Linked DNA regions of Mus musculus: all the other regions are linked to region 3. Evidence: chromatin contacts called from public HiChIP or PLAC-seq and promoter capture Hi-C data. All regions are on one chromosome and are shown on one strand. The core of a region is the stretch at or near the end of the contact, and the rest is flanking DNA. Distances in the headings are between cores, read along the strand shown. Region 1 holds the start of Mtnr1a (melatonin receptor 1A). Region 2 holds the start of Pcm1 (pericentriolar material 1). Region 3 holds the start of Triml2 (tripartite motif family-like 2). Region 4 holds the start of Fat1 (FAT atypical cadherin 1).

Region 1 (3,403 bases), core at 549-3,048, 1.9 Mb before region 3:
GCCTCAAATGGTTTGAACTCAATGATGGTGTGTTTGAGCCAGTAGTCTAGTTATATAAATATGATGCTCTAAAGCTTTGCAAATTAAAACTCACCAAGGGTCTTCTGTACAGTGAGAGGAATGCAGTATATGGACTCAAGAAGTTGCTTAGACAATAATGTTCAAAATAGTAGGACAGTTGGGGTACTTTTCCCAAGCCACCAGAATCGTGAACACCTTTTATAGGAAATGTCTCATAGGATTCAGACTTCTCAAGTAAAGGTTATAGAGACCAATGGAGCAAGGTAGGTGAGCTCCAGGCAGGAACCCCAAGAATTAGAGCCTCCCACTACTGAGCCTCACTACACCCTTCTCTGTAAAGTGAATGAGTCTGATGCCCGACCCTTGGGCTCACTCAAGGACTTTCTGTATGGGTGCTCAGGGTCCCAGTGCAGCTTGTGGAGACTCCTAGCTCTCAGAAGGGGTGTGCTCCCCCAACTATTCGCTTATCCCAACTATTCATTTATTACAGTGGTGGAGACCAAGCCTAGGGCTTTGCCAATGCTCCACAAACAACAACCACCAAGCTATTGAATTCTGAAGACTGGATTCTAGTTTAGGCCGATCATCCGTGAAAGGAAGTCATCCCGTTTTCTAAGCCAAACTGAATTCACATTATCAGATATTTTCAAACTAATTCTTGTACTTTGCACAGCCCGAAGCGTTGCAGAAGCTAGGCCAAAGGTGAGCCACATGCTGCCTGAATTTGAGTTTTCACCAGCTACCTGGTTTAGGACAAAAATATCATTTGGGGCCATTTATTTAAGCAAATGGATTCCCCTCTACCCTTCTACCAAAAGTTTACTTCCAAACCAGGAACAGAAATCCAAGCAACCTTGACGCTGTTTGAAGGCATAAAAAAGCTTAGGGAGAACCGACCAACCCGCTCTTACGCTCTTACGCAGGGTAACTAGGTCAGCTCATTGCTCCAGGGAACCCCAACTGTAACTCAAACACAGAATTAACTCTAGTCCTATATTCTATGCAAATGCATTTCTCGCTACAGTTTTCATCTTCTAAAATGCAGATTTGACTTGAGGAACAAAGGTGCTTCCTCAGCATTCTTAGCATCTTCCCAGACTACCTTGCAATTTGGTGCTGTTAGCTGAAAACCACACCTGATAACAAAAGCCAAGCAGTAGCTCTGTTGTTTTTGGCGGCTTCTGCATCTTCTCCTATTTTTGCGAAGTTGGGGGAAATGGATTTTATGCAAATCCAAACAACTGATGATGAGTTCGTTGATCTAGATGAGTAAAGAGATGCTGTGGGAGGGAACAGAGTTTTACATCTCTAAGAACTGAAGACTCCTGGATGATCTTTGTCAAGGCATCTTATAGAGGGACAGGGTCAAGAGAAAGGAGAGAAAATTATCCAAAGTCTCATTTCTCAGAAACGGACTTTCTGAAGTTTTCTCAGTGTCCCGCAATGGGGCTAGCGCTGGGAAAGGTGCCCGGAGCCCCTACCTGAGTTCCTGAGCTTCTTGTTGCGGTACACAGACAGGATGACCAGCAGGTTGCCCAGAATGTCCACCACGATGGTAAAGATGAGGATGAAGGCCAGTGTAGAGGCCAGCCAGGACGGTCGTGGTCTCCCTCCCTCCCCGCCGCCTGGAGCCTGCTGAGTGGCATTGAGCAGCTCGCTGACATTGCCCTTCATGGTCCCCTGGGTGCCTCACCGCAGCACAGCCAGGGCCATTGTCCTGTCGCCCCGGAGCCCTCAACTGCTCAGCTCTGCTCGAGCCCTCTCCGCCACTTTTTATGGCCCTCCCGCGTCTACTTTGCATCCTTATGATTGCTTCGCGGCTGTCCTGCCCACTCCAGCCCCTCCCGGTGGTAGGACACCCTCTCTGCACTTGGCCACTGCCGCCTGCTGACACCTGCTGTCCACTGCCCAGCAACTTGGACTCGGAGGTCCCACAGTGCGTGCACGTTGCGCCCCCGTGTGGCGAGACTCGGTGAGACACGTGGAGGCATCAAGTGGAGGGAAACTTGCACCCTGGAAGGCCTCGATTCACGAACTTGAATCCTAACCAGGACTAGATGCCCTGGATGTCTTATCCGGAAAATGAAGATGAAAATAGAATCTAACTCATCAACTTTAATAGTCAATGATGTGTAAAAATAAAGTAATAATGATATTAAATCACACCCTTTCCGTCTGGCATAGCACGATTTAATGTCTGTTCTGGGTGTTTCTGGCAATTAAACGAAACAAAATGTAAATATTTGCAGATGACAGGTGTATATGTTCTTTTGAAACTATCAGTGAAAACAGAAACTTGAGATAATAGAAGCAGACGTAGAACCACAGTGTAAGATTTCTGGGAAGTGCATTAGCCAGCTCTGTACAGAATGGAACAAAACCCCAAAACTTTCTTCAACATGGGGAAGGAGACTTACACAAAACATATGATGTTCTCATATTGAACACTTAAATTTTCATGCTCTCCATATATTTTATGGCTGTCCAATTCCTAAGCATTTCCAAAGTCCCTTTGAAAGAGTGAAGAAAAATGAAGAAAATACATTTTAAGAAGATGAATACCAGAAAAGCATGACATGACAATATTAAAATCTGTATTAAAATTAAACAATGTGTCGTAGCTCTGGAGGCTGAGGCAGGAGAATCAACACCAGTTTGGGGGCATCTTGAGCTGTGTGGTCAATCAGTGTTGCTGTATAAAATCCTGTCTCAACAAATCATATTAAGTAAAATGGTTGTGTTCATCAATAATTTCAAGAAGAAATGCAATGCAGAATTGAGGGGCCTGAGCGTGTGGCTCTGTCGTTAGGGCTCCTGTGCAGCATTTGCAAAATCTTAGACTCCATTTCTAGTGCTGTATAAACTGGATGTGGCACCTCAGTCACGTAACCCCAGCACCCAGGAGGGAAGGCAAAGGATCAGAGGTTCAAGGTCATCCTCCGCTGTTCAGGACAAACCTGGGATGTGCGAGATTTCATCTAAACCGAGAATAAAGCACAGAATTAAGAAGGTTAATGTTTTAAATTAGCAATGAGGGAAATCGGTGATGGACAGGAAGATATGTTTAAGGGAATGTGGGTAAGTGAGTCTCTAAACTTGAGGTAAGGAAGGGCCCCCTCACTAAGTGAGCATGAGAGGGAGAGTGGGACCGAACCCCATCATCGTGAGCATAGAAAAGACCCATGAGCTTAGGTCATCAACTGACCTAGGGCTCTCTGCACAGCCCTGGGAGAGCTTTTTCAAATGGGCAGTCTTACACGATGTTAATCTGACAGGGTTTGACACTGTGAGGGCCATATGTTGGCTGAAACCCTGCAACACTGGCCAGTGAAGTAACGTGCAGAGGTATGCAATCAGTCATGAGTGAAAACAGGTTTTGAAC
Region 2 (3,330 bases), core at 360-2,859, 1.9 Mb after region 3:
AATATGTAATTTATAAATAATTTTAAACTCAATTTACATTAACAAAGACGTTTAGATACCCCAAGTCTCTAAGATCCTTCCAAACGCTTTGGGTGTTAACACTCACTTTGGAATATAATGAAAATAGCCCGCAGCTGCCATCTAAAGACCCTTGAAGAAAATGTACTCTCCTGATTAAGTCATTAAATCCCTGTTACTCAAACTATTCAAGAACTTGTTACTCTCTTATTTTTTAAAAAAGCTTTAGGCATGAGAATTCTTTTTTTTTTTTTAACTACATTTACCGAGGTGTACCTTCAAGTGCGAAATTCGGTATTAACGACGCCAGCCAGTGGCCCTGACCAGGAAGGTGATAGGGAAAAGGCAGAAGCAGGTGCACAAAAAGCTCTTGAACACCGGCTCTAGTAACCAGAGAACACCGAAGGCGGGGTCTGGAAAGCGGTTATGGGGCGGGGGTAGGAGGCGGTAGGGGCACCCAGAAAGCCCGCTTCTTCTAAGCGCCAAAGCACGATCTGTCACCCGTAGTTCCCACACCAATCCTAATACCGCCATGAAAGAAAGGGGAGGAAAAAAACGTTTTGTGTTTTGTTTTGGGTTTGGACCAGGCTAGCGCGAGAGGAAAAGTTGGTTCACGCAGACGCCCCCACAGGGGGGCCGAACACCTAATCCTTAACAGCAGTCTCTGCAAAGCAAGCCAGGCTGCCAGAATCCCACTGGACATCTCGCTTCCCTCCCACCCACCCATCCCCAGTCTCCCCCTCGCCCCCCCACCACCCATTCTAGATGTAAAGAAACTGGATCTTCCCGAAGGGGTGAAGAAGGGGCAGTGGGAGGAGCGCGGAGAAGGATTATTAAATTAACATTTTCTTAGCGAAAAGAACCTACTAGCAGGAGTCAGGAACGCCTCCAGGGGCCTTCCTGCTCCAAGAATAAAAGGGACCGCAGAAAACTCCCGGGCCACAGACTCTCTGCACCCAGGAGGATCCGGGCCGCCCGGGACCCCTCCCAGGATGGAATTCGGCGGGTGGGCTGGGAGGGATGGCGGTCCCCGGGGCCTCGGGCCGCCAAGGCCAGTTTCTTTCGGAACTCATCACCCCGAACTACAAGGCAACCTTCCCCTCCACCCTGGAGGGGGGTGAAATCTCCAGCACCGGGCGAGCGGTCCTCACATGGGACGCCCCAAGATCGTGGAGGCGCCAGCCAGCGTCGTCCCAGACGCTCGCCAGAGCTAGCGTGTCAGTCGGCGCCGAGAGGAGCCGATGACAGCCTGGGGGTGGGGAAGGATCGCGCAGCCATGGGACCTCAGAGTTAAAACGGGCAGGCGTGGCCCCAGGCCGCTTCCAGCGCCGCGCCCGCCTCGAACCACCCTGTGCTCCGGCCCGCGGTGGCCCAGGGCCGCGTTACCTGGAAACGAAGCCGCCCCTCCTGCCAAGGGCCGAGTGGCGGTCGGCCGCCCCTCCAGGAGCCGCCGCCGGCAGCGGTTCTTCCTCCAAGACCGCGGAAGGGAGGCCCACAAATCCCCCTCGACTGCCCAAAGCCCCAATGGCCGCCTTCTCTACATTAGCTAACTAGGCGCCAACCGCCGCAGCCACCGCCATCTTAGGACCTCATTGTGGTGGGAGAAGAGTGGGGGGCGGGGGAACTGCAGAGGGGGGGGGGGGCGCAACGCTCCGCGAGACGAGCGCGGTCTCCTCGGCAACGGCTGCGCGGGGGCGAGAACTCGCCGGGGCTGGAGCCGCAGTGCGAACTCCGGGCGTGCGGTGACCTGAGTCACGTGACGCTCGGGCCTTCCGTGGAGTCACGTACCGCCCCTCTAGTCAGGAAAAGATTTGTGCAGACGAACAACCTGGGAACTACACATCCCAGAATGCCCACTCAACTGGGTAGCCAAAAGAAACGGAACTACAAATCCCAGTGTGCTGTGCGCCTGCCAGATGGCTCCGCTGTGTTTTTTAAGGCTTGAGGCCTGTGGGGTTTATAAGTGCTTTAGCTCACTGCAAGTCTCCGGGCGCTTTCTAATTTTCTGTGGAGGCATGAGCTTCCAGATGGAGACCGGAAGACTGGGAACCCTTGTAGTGCATTCCTACCCACTTTCCTATCACGAAGGATACTGATGAGCCTTTACAATCTAACCCCTAATTTTAGCAAGGATATTAAATCAGTATGTCATGTGTGCTTAGTCGGTGGAAGAATCATAAATAAGATTGTCAGTGGTCATTGCCACTTGGAACGCTGTCCCGCTACTTTGTTGGTAGAAAGAAGTAGTTGTAAACAGAGTTTAATCTTGTGAAATTTTCGCTGAACGGATAGTCTTTGAAATCCTGTTTAATTTATATTCTTGCTAACGGCTGTGTTAAGGTTAATAAATGGATAAATAGTGTCATAAAAACAGCACAAAACAAAACTTTTTTTTTTTAAGTTGCAAGGCTTTCAATATGCCAGGCTCCGAAGTTAAGACTACCTGTCGATTTTAGTTGCATGCATACACATTCTGTTTTTAGACAGCTTCTAAATGTCTAAAATAGGATTTTTTTAAATGTAAAATAATGTAATTGAGAAAGAATAGGTTTCTGTTTTTCCACAATAAATTGCTCCACACAATTACCAACAAATTGTTTACAAAACAAAATACTACAACTCTCTCAGAGCACCACGGTTCCTATCAACTAAACTCTTCCTGCCCAGGGCAATTTACTACTGTGTCCATAGCCTTCTGTATTCGTTTTTATCCTGTTTCTGAGGCAACGTCTCTTGTATCTCAGGCTGGCCTCAAATCTCTGACTTCAGATCCTTCTGCTTGTGGAATGCTGAAGTGTAGCATTCCACCTCAATGTAGCTTGTATACATAAAAACATACGATACCTTAAGGAAATGAATCAGTACACTGCTGGAAATCAAACCCAGGGTTTCATGCATGCTAGGCAAACATTCTGTCAACTGAGCTACACACCCAGCCGGGTAGTGGATATTGAACCTAGGGCTTTTCGACATGACATGCTAGGCAAGTACTCTACTACTGACCTATAATCTTTAGGCCTCTATTTTTCATTTGGATCTGAGTCTCACTAAGTTGCCTACACAGATCTCTCTCTCTCTCTCTCTCTCTCCCTCTCTCTCTCTCTCTCTCTCTCGTGTGTGTGTGTGTGTGTGTGTGACTAAGTTGCTTACACAGAACTCTCTGTGTCTCTCTGTCTGTGTGTGTGTGTGTGTGTGTGTGTGTGTGTGTGTGTGTGTGTCTCTGTGTGTGTGTGTGTGTGTGTGTGTGTTTTAAGAGGATATGATTCTCTTTCATTTTGGGAGAAGTGCAGGGTGAATCTTGGAGAACCTATG
Region 3 (3,175 bases), core at 121-2,620:
TAAGATTTATTTATTTACTATATGTAAGTACACTGTAGCTGTTTTCAGACACACCAGAAGAGGGCATTCGATTTCATTACAGATGGTTGTGAGCCACCATGTGGTTGCTGGGATTTGAATTCAGGACCTCCAGAAGAGTAGTCAGTGCTCTTAACCGCTGAGCCATCTCTCCAGCCATCCTTAAAAACAGTATTTTTGTTGTCATTTGTTTGTCTTTTTCTTGGGTTTTTGTTTGTTTGTTTGTTTTTGTTTTGGAGGGGAAGACTTCTATCAGTCAGCAAAAGGTTAAAGCAAATCAAAAGGACAGGTCAAATATTAGTTTTTAATAAAAAACAAAACCAAGAAATTCAGGCCAGATTGTGTGTGCCTTTAGTCCTAGCATTAAGGAGGCAGCAGAGAGGCAGAGCCAGGCATATCTCTTAGAGTTTGAGGTCAGCCTGATCTACAGCGAGGGTTGAAGACAGTCAGGGATGCACAGAGAAACCCTGACTCAAAAAAATCAAAACCAAAACCAAAAAACCCCAGGAAATTCCCGCCTCCCTGGGCTTGCTTTCCTGAATGTATCATTTACCTTTTGTCTTGCCTTTCTCAGGCGTTCTTTTATTCTTTTACTGCCCACCCCCCAAGTCTCTCATCTAGGGACCACTACCATCCATCAATCAACCATCCATCAAGCTTCCAAGGATACCAAAATTAAGTTGTTGAATTTGATCAGGCAGGATAGTTCACAACCGGCTTGTAACTCCAGCACTTGGGAAGCTAAGGCTGTGAGTTCAACAGCTAACAGCAGTCCAAAGCGAGGCCCAGTCTCATTAAAAAGTTTAAGTATTTTAATGGTGTCCCAGAAACATCCCCAGTCTGGGCTACTTGTGGAGGTTCAAGTCTAGTGTCCCCCCAAGTCGACTCAGCCATCTGTGGCTCCAGTTCGTGGTGGACCCAACACCCTCCTCTAGCCTCCGAGGGCACCAGGTATGCTTGCAGAACAACGCTCCCATACATAAATCAACTAATTTATTTTTTAAATAAAAAGTTGGCCCGCCTTGATGGTGTGTGAAGGCCGCTTCTGCCAAGCCCGAAGGCAGAATCCTCAGGCCCTCCGGGTTGGACGGAGAGAACCAAACCGATGACTTCCTTAAGCCTGACCACCAAGCCAGGTCTCCCCGCAACCCCCACCCCACCCCCCACATGCGCACACAAAATAAATGTTTAAAAAACTTAGTCGTTGGAAAACAAACAAACAAACAAACAAAAAGTATGATTACGGAAATGATGATGCAAAGCGGGAAAACTCACCTTCCTTTCCAGAAATCTTAAGGATTTCCTTCAGGGAAAGCCACAGCCAGTGGAGACCAGAGACTTCAGTACGAAGGTCAGTTCCGGGTCTCACAAAGCGTCACATAAACCGGCCATTTCGACCTTTATTACCGGATTGGTCCGGATTGGTCCGGAAGCAGCAGAAGTGGCTTCAGATACTTTTGAATCTGTTTCCTGGCCCCACCTCCTAGGTAGGTTAATTTACATTTCTAAACAGTTGTCTGAAAACTCTTCAGTAAAACACTGACCTTGGCTGAAAACTCTTCGGTAAAACACAGACCTTGGGTGTGATCTCAGGCCCAGACAGATTGGATAGCACATTGCTGATAGTCCCTGAATTGGAAAGGCTGAGTCAGGAGGATTGCTGCAAATTTGAAGTGGACCCAGGATAAGAGGTGAGTTCCTACCCAGCTTGGATCACAGAGATTCTGAAAACAGATAAACCACTACTAATCTATCCATTCATCCTCGAATTTTATATAATAATAATAATAGTAAAAAGCTGTGTGTAGCAGTGCATGCCTTTAGTCCTAGCATGGTGGGAGGGGGACAGCAGAGGCAGGAGGATGTCTGTGGATTGAGTTCGAGACCAGCCTGATTTATAAAAGACAGACAGACAGACAGACAGACAGACAGACAGACAGACAGACAGACACGGGGGGGGGGGAGAGAGAGAGAGAGAGAGAGAGAGAGAGAGAGAGAGAGAGAGAGAGAGAGAGAGAGAGAGAGAGAGAGAGAGAAGAGAGAGCATACATTGGGATGGGGTGTGAAAGAGGAAAATGGAACAGCAGAGATGGAAGGGTTTAATGGAGGAGTCCCCCAGGGAGATGGAGGGAGAGGAAGGGGGCCAACTAAAGCAAAATGTATTTTTTTAATTCCTTAAGGTAATTAAAAGCAAATTTAAAAACTATAAAACAAAAGAGAAAGGTACTTTTAAGATGTTGTGCCCTATGTGTGGTGATCATTAATAGGAATGCAGACCATGAGACTACTTTGCAGGATCTGTCTTGTTTTCCTCAGCCTCAGCCTCTTATCTTTAACTGCTAATGCTTTTTCACTAGAGAAGAATGACTCACTTGGTTCTCCAGAATGTTTGCTTCAGGGAAGGGTCACTGCTTTGCAGGGAGATAACCGCCTGCCTAAGGACTTTGTCTCAGGAGGGGGTGTGGGGGAGGAAGGGGCGGGCCCAGTGAAGAGGAAAATCTCTCTAGTTCCCTAATCTTACAGTCCTGTCTCTGACAGGGATTATGTCATGCGCCAATCCTTGCTAAGCAAAGGAGAGAGGGTTTTAAATCTAATTTTATTTTTTTTTAAGCAGTTGGCATGACAACCAGCAAATCCTCCTACCTGGCTCTCCTGATCTTCCAGATCAGATTCAGCACTAGGCATCTAGCACCGTGGCTCTCCTGTCTGGAGAGATTCTCTGTACCTTCTCCCTAAACTGAATTCCTCACGCTTGCTTTCTCAGATAAACCACCTTCTTCTTTTTTTTTTTTCCCTATTTCTTTAGTCTGGAGAGGATTTTCTTTTTAAAAATATACCCAATCTCTTTTCTTCTAAGCCTTGGGGCAAAAAACATGTGTGAGATTTTGACCTGCCCCCTTTTTGGGTTTTGAGACAGCCTTGTGTGTGTGTGTGTGTGTGTGTGTGTGTGTGTGTGAGAGAGAGAGAGAGAGAGAGAGAGAGAGAGAGAGAGAGAGAGAGAGAGAGTTTCAACAAGACAGGGTTTCTCTGTATAGTCCTGGCTCTCCTGGAACTCACTTTGTAGACCAGGCTGGCCTTGAACTCAGAAATCCACCTGCCTCTGCCTCCCAAGTGCTGGGATTAAAGGCCTGTGTCACCAGCCTTTTGCTATATATAG
Region 4 (3,067 bases), core at 62-2,561, 1.8 Mb before region 3:
AAAATGGGATGTGTGCTGCCTTCTAATGGGTTCTAAAATGGAAATGAGACCCGTGTTGTGATTCAAACCGAATTTAGGTTTTCCAGGAGCGCTTTTAAAAACATACCTCAAATGGGAATAACTAGGAATGGCTTTGACCAGGACCACGGGTGTATGTGGAGGGGCAAACTCACTGATCTCGGCTCTGTAAACATCCATTTCAAACTTGACAGGGCCAGCTCTGAACTGTGGAGAAATGATGTGAACAACTTTCACGGGGGAAAACTGGGGAGGAGTCCCTTTGTCTTTAGCCTGCAATGTCAGGTTGTAGCCGTAAGGATGGCTGTCCCAGTCGACGGCCCCGACGGCTTTCACTTTGAATGCTTTACTCCCTGGGAAAGACCTCACTGTTTTAAACTGCTGAAGGAGGTCGCCAGCCACGATGCTCAAAGACGCTATCTCCCCGTTGGCACCCTGATCACAGTCCTCCACGGTGATGATGGCGTAGGTTGGGTCCTTGTCCAGCTCAGAGGGCGACAACGTCACCGCGGTTATGATGGGCGCGCACTCGTTGGCCTGCTCCACGTGAACTGTCAGCTTGGCCAGGCTGCTGACCCCACTGCTACCGTACAGCTTCATCCCCCGGTCCGCAGCCAGAATCTCCAGCTCATAGAGCTGGGTCTCTAGGAAATCAAGCCTGCCAGTCAAAACAACGACGCCGCTGGTCGGGTGGATAGCAAACACGTCAGTTCTGTCTTTAAAACTGTAGTAAAATTCGCCATTGGTCCCAATGTCCGCATCCGTGGCACTGACTCTTGCGATGCTGGTCCTTATGGCTGTGTTTTCCGGCAAAGAGACGCTGTAGGAGGTGGGGGAGAATAAGGGCCTTAAGTCGTTTGTATCCAGCACTTGTACCCGAACCTTCGCTCGGGCCTCAGCATCGGTGGCTTTCTCCACTGCCTTGACGATCAGCGTGTAATGGTCTCTCACTTCTCTGTTCAGGATGGCGGTATTCCCTCCTTTGGTTCTTATCCTTAGAAAGCAGAAGTCTCCGAGAACATACTCTTCCGCTTTGAACAGGTTTTCGCTGTCTCCTGAGACGATTTTGTACCTTATCTCCCACGAGGGGTCTAAGATGTAGATGCCCATCTTTCTGGGGTGGCCAACATAGGTCTTCGCTGCCGAGTTCTCGTGCACAGTGACATTGTACTGGAAGTGTGTAAACTGGATAGGAGGGGTGGGTTCAAGTCTTTGGCTGCCATCACTGTCTCCAAACTGCTGGAGGAAGAGGAGCAGAAGCAGAAGCAAGGTCAAGTGTCTCCCCATTTTTTAACTCCTGGCCACCTGTAATAGAAGAAGAAGAAAAAAAAGAGTGTCACTTGCTGGAGGGGAAAGAATAAATTGTAAATATAAGCCTTATGCATCAAGCATTCCCCACCCACACTGACTATGAGTAAGCACTTCCCAACACCAACATCAACACTCTAACAACTCTAGAAGAATGTCTGACAGCTATCTTTCTTTTGTTATTGTTTTCATGCGCATCAGCATCAGTGTACGCCTGGGAACAGGTCCTCTGCAAGAGCAACTCTCTTCTTAACCGTTGAGCCATCTCTCCAACCCTGAATTTGATTGTTAAACTTACGTCTTCAGGCCAAACACAGACATCAGTTTTTGAAAAAAGCAGACAAGGAATGCCTCCTCTCACACACCAAGAACTACATCCTCAAAATCATATAAACTTAATTTTCTGGCAGGAAAAATTCTTTTGAGACATAATTTCACGTAACCCAGGCCAGCCTCAAGCTCACTATGTAGTCAAGGATGGACTTGAACCCCTAGCCCTCTTGCCTCAGTCTCCCATTGCATGTTTCACCAAGCCTTGGAAGCTTATAACCTTGTGCTAACACAGGATTGGAAACATGCAGGGTCGCTCAGAAAAAGTCCTAAACGGTGCTCTCACAGGACCATATGTAATGATAGCTTGTAATCTGATCTCACAAATTTATCCTGGAATTATTTCTTCATAAAAATAATTAAGTTCACTCCCTACAGCACTCCCTCATTGTCTCACTTAGTACTGCAAAGCTATTTAAAGGAATTACAGTAACCATTACCGTCAAATCTGCAGTGAAGTAATTTCTAAACACCAACCTGAGCATACAGTCAAAGGTCATTTTATAACAGGAAAACCTGAATTCAGGAGCTTGACAGGCAACAGCTCTGACTACGGCAGAGAAGCAAATCTCTGAGCACTGACATTTTACCATCAGGGTTGTCAATGACCCCTTGTTCGAGGGCCTGGTATCTTCAAAACCCCTCACAACCTGTCCCAAGGGCGTCCCCAGTGAAAGGAGCTACACACGCACAGAAGCTGAAACATCAACGCATCAAGGCAAAGTAGGAAGGATGCAGAGCTGCGGGAAGGGCAGAGAGTCACTGAGGAGCAAAAGAGGGAGCACGAACAAAGGGCAGCCTTTAAACAAGTGGGAAGGTAGGTCAGGTCCACGGGGCTGAGATCGGGCCAGAGAACAGGGCTCTGTTCCCACCAGCTGTTCTTCATCACCCCAGCAAATTCATCCCTGGGGGAGGTGGAAAAAAAATTCAGTGTGCTTCCCCACCCCCCAGTGCTGACAGCACAGTGCAGAAGCTCGCCCTTTGCGGAGTAGCCCTCCGATGAATATGCACAAAACTGTAAGAGACCAGCAAGGGCGAACGAAACAGCAGACCGGAGGGCTGGCTTGACAGCCCAGCAAAATTAGCAATGGCAGCATTAATTTACAGGATCTTAACTCAGCCACTGCCAGCTTGCCCCATTAGTCATTTTATTAAGGGGGGTGGGGGGAGAAGAAAGCCGATATGCCTAAAGCAATCAGGAGCTTAATGGATACTGAATCAAGTTCAAGTTGGGCACCCAACGTGCATTGTAGCTTTCACGCCTTCTCCTCAACAGCCAAGTCGGGAAGTCATACAGATCCCTGACCTCAAAAGGGGCAGGAATGATTTAACAAACTAAGAACGTCTCCCAACGACAGCCCCTACAGAAATCTCTATTTGATCACTAGTTCTAATACTTGGGGAAATTTGA

Evidence for each region. Promoter capture Hi-C pulls out the DNA fragments that hold promoters and counts their contacts. HiChIP or PLAC-seq counts read pairs in DNA pulled down with a chosen protein or histone mark.
Region 1: a promoter capture Hi-C map of hippocampal neurons shows a contact between it and region 3, with 4 times the contacts expected there. The contact joins the promoter of Mtnr1a here to the promoter of Triml2 in region 3. A contact is called at or near these places in 6 of 39 promoter capture datasets (the 3T3-L1 cell line, 3T3-L1-derived adipocytes, the C10 cell line and 3 more) and 1 of 115 datasets of contacts at active chromatin or transcription factors (embryonic stem cells).
Region 2: an H3K27ac HiChIP or PLAC-seq map of extraembryonic endoderm stem cells shows a contact between it and region 3, with 11 times the contacts expected there. The contact joins the promoter of Pcm1 here to the promoter of Triml2 in region 3. A contact is called at or near these places in 4 of 115 datasets of contacts at active chromatin or transcription factors (embryonic stem cells and extraembryonic endoderm stem cells) and 1 of 9 other capture datasets (embryonic stem cells).
Region 4: a contact with region 3 is called in a promoter capture Hi-C map of embryonic stem cells, with 5 times the contacts expected there. The contact joins the promoter of Fat1 here to the promoter of Triml2 in region 3. A contact is called at or near these places in 3 of 39 promoter capture datasets (cranial neural crest, embryonic stem cells and hippocampal neurons), 8 of 484 Hi-C or Micro-C datasets (adipose-derived mesenchymal stem cells, cerebellum, cerebral cortex and 4 more), 12 of 115 datasets of contacts at active chromatin or transcription factors (astrocytes, embryonic forebrain, embryonic limb bud and 7 more) and 3 of 9 other capture datasets (adipose tissue, embryonic stem cells and pancreatic islet).

Annotation. Positions count from the first base shown.
Region 1 is chr8:45,067,502-45,070,904 of GRCm38.p6, reverse strand. It overlaps Mtnr1a (melatonin receptor 1A), which reads right to left and starts at 1,798. Exons shown (of 2, transcript NM_008639.3): 1 at 1,503-1,798. The coding sequence starts at 1,695.
Region 2 is chr8:41,238,038-41,241,367 of GRCm38.p6, reverse strand. Pcm1 (pericentriolar material 1) reads right to left here and starts at 1,609. Exons shown (of 38, transcript NM_023662.3): 1 at 1,405-1,609.
Region 3 is chr8:43,178,731-43,181,905 of GRCm38.p6, reverse strand. It overlaps Triml2 (tripartite motif family-like 2), which reads right to left and starts at 1,370. Exons shown (of 8, transcript NM_001381929.1): 1 at 1,294-1,370. It also overlaps a transcript of Triml1 not described here.
Region 4 is chr8:44,948,452-44,951,518 of GRCm38.p6, reverse strand. It overlaps Fat1 (FAT atypical cadherin 1), which reads right to left and starts at 1,311. Exons shown (of 26, transcript NM_001081286.2): 1 at 1-1,311. The coding sequence starts at 1,305.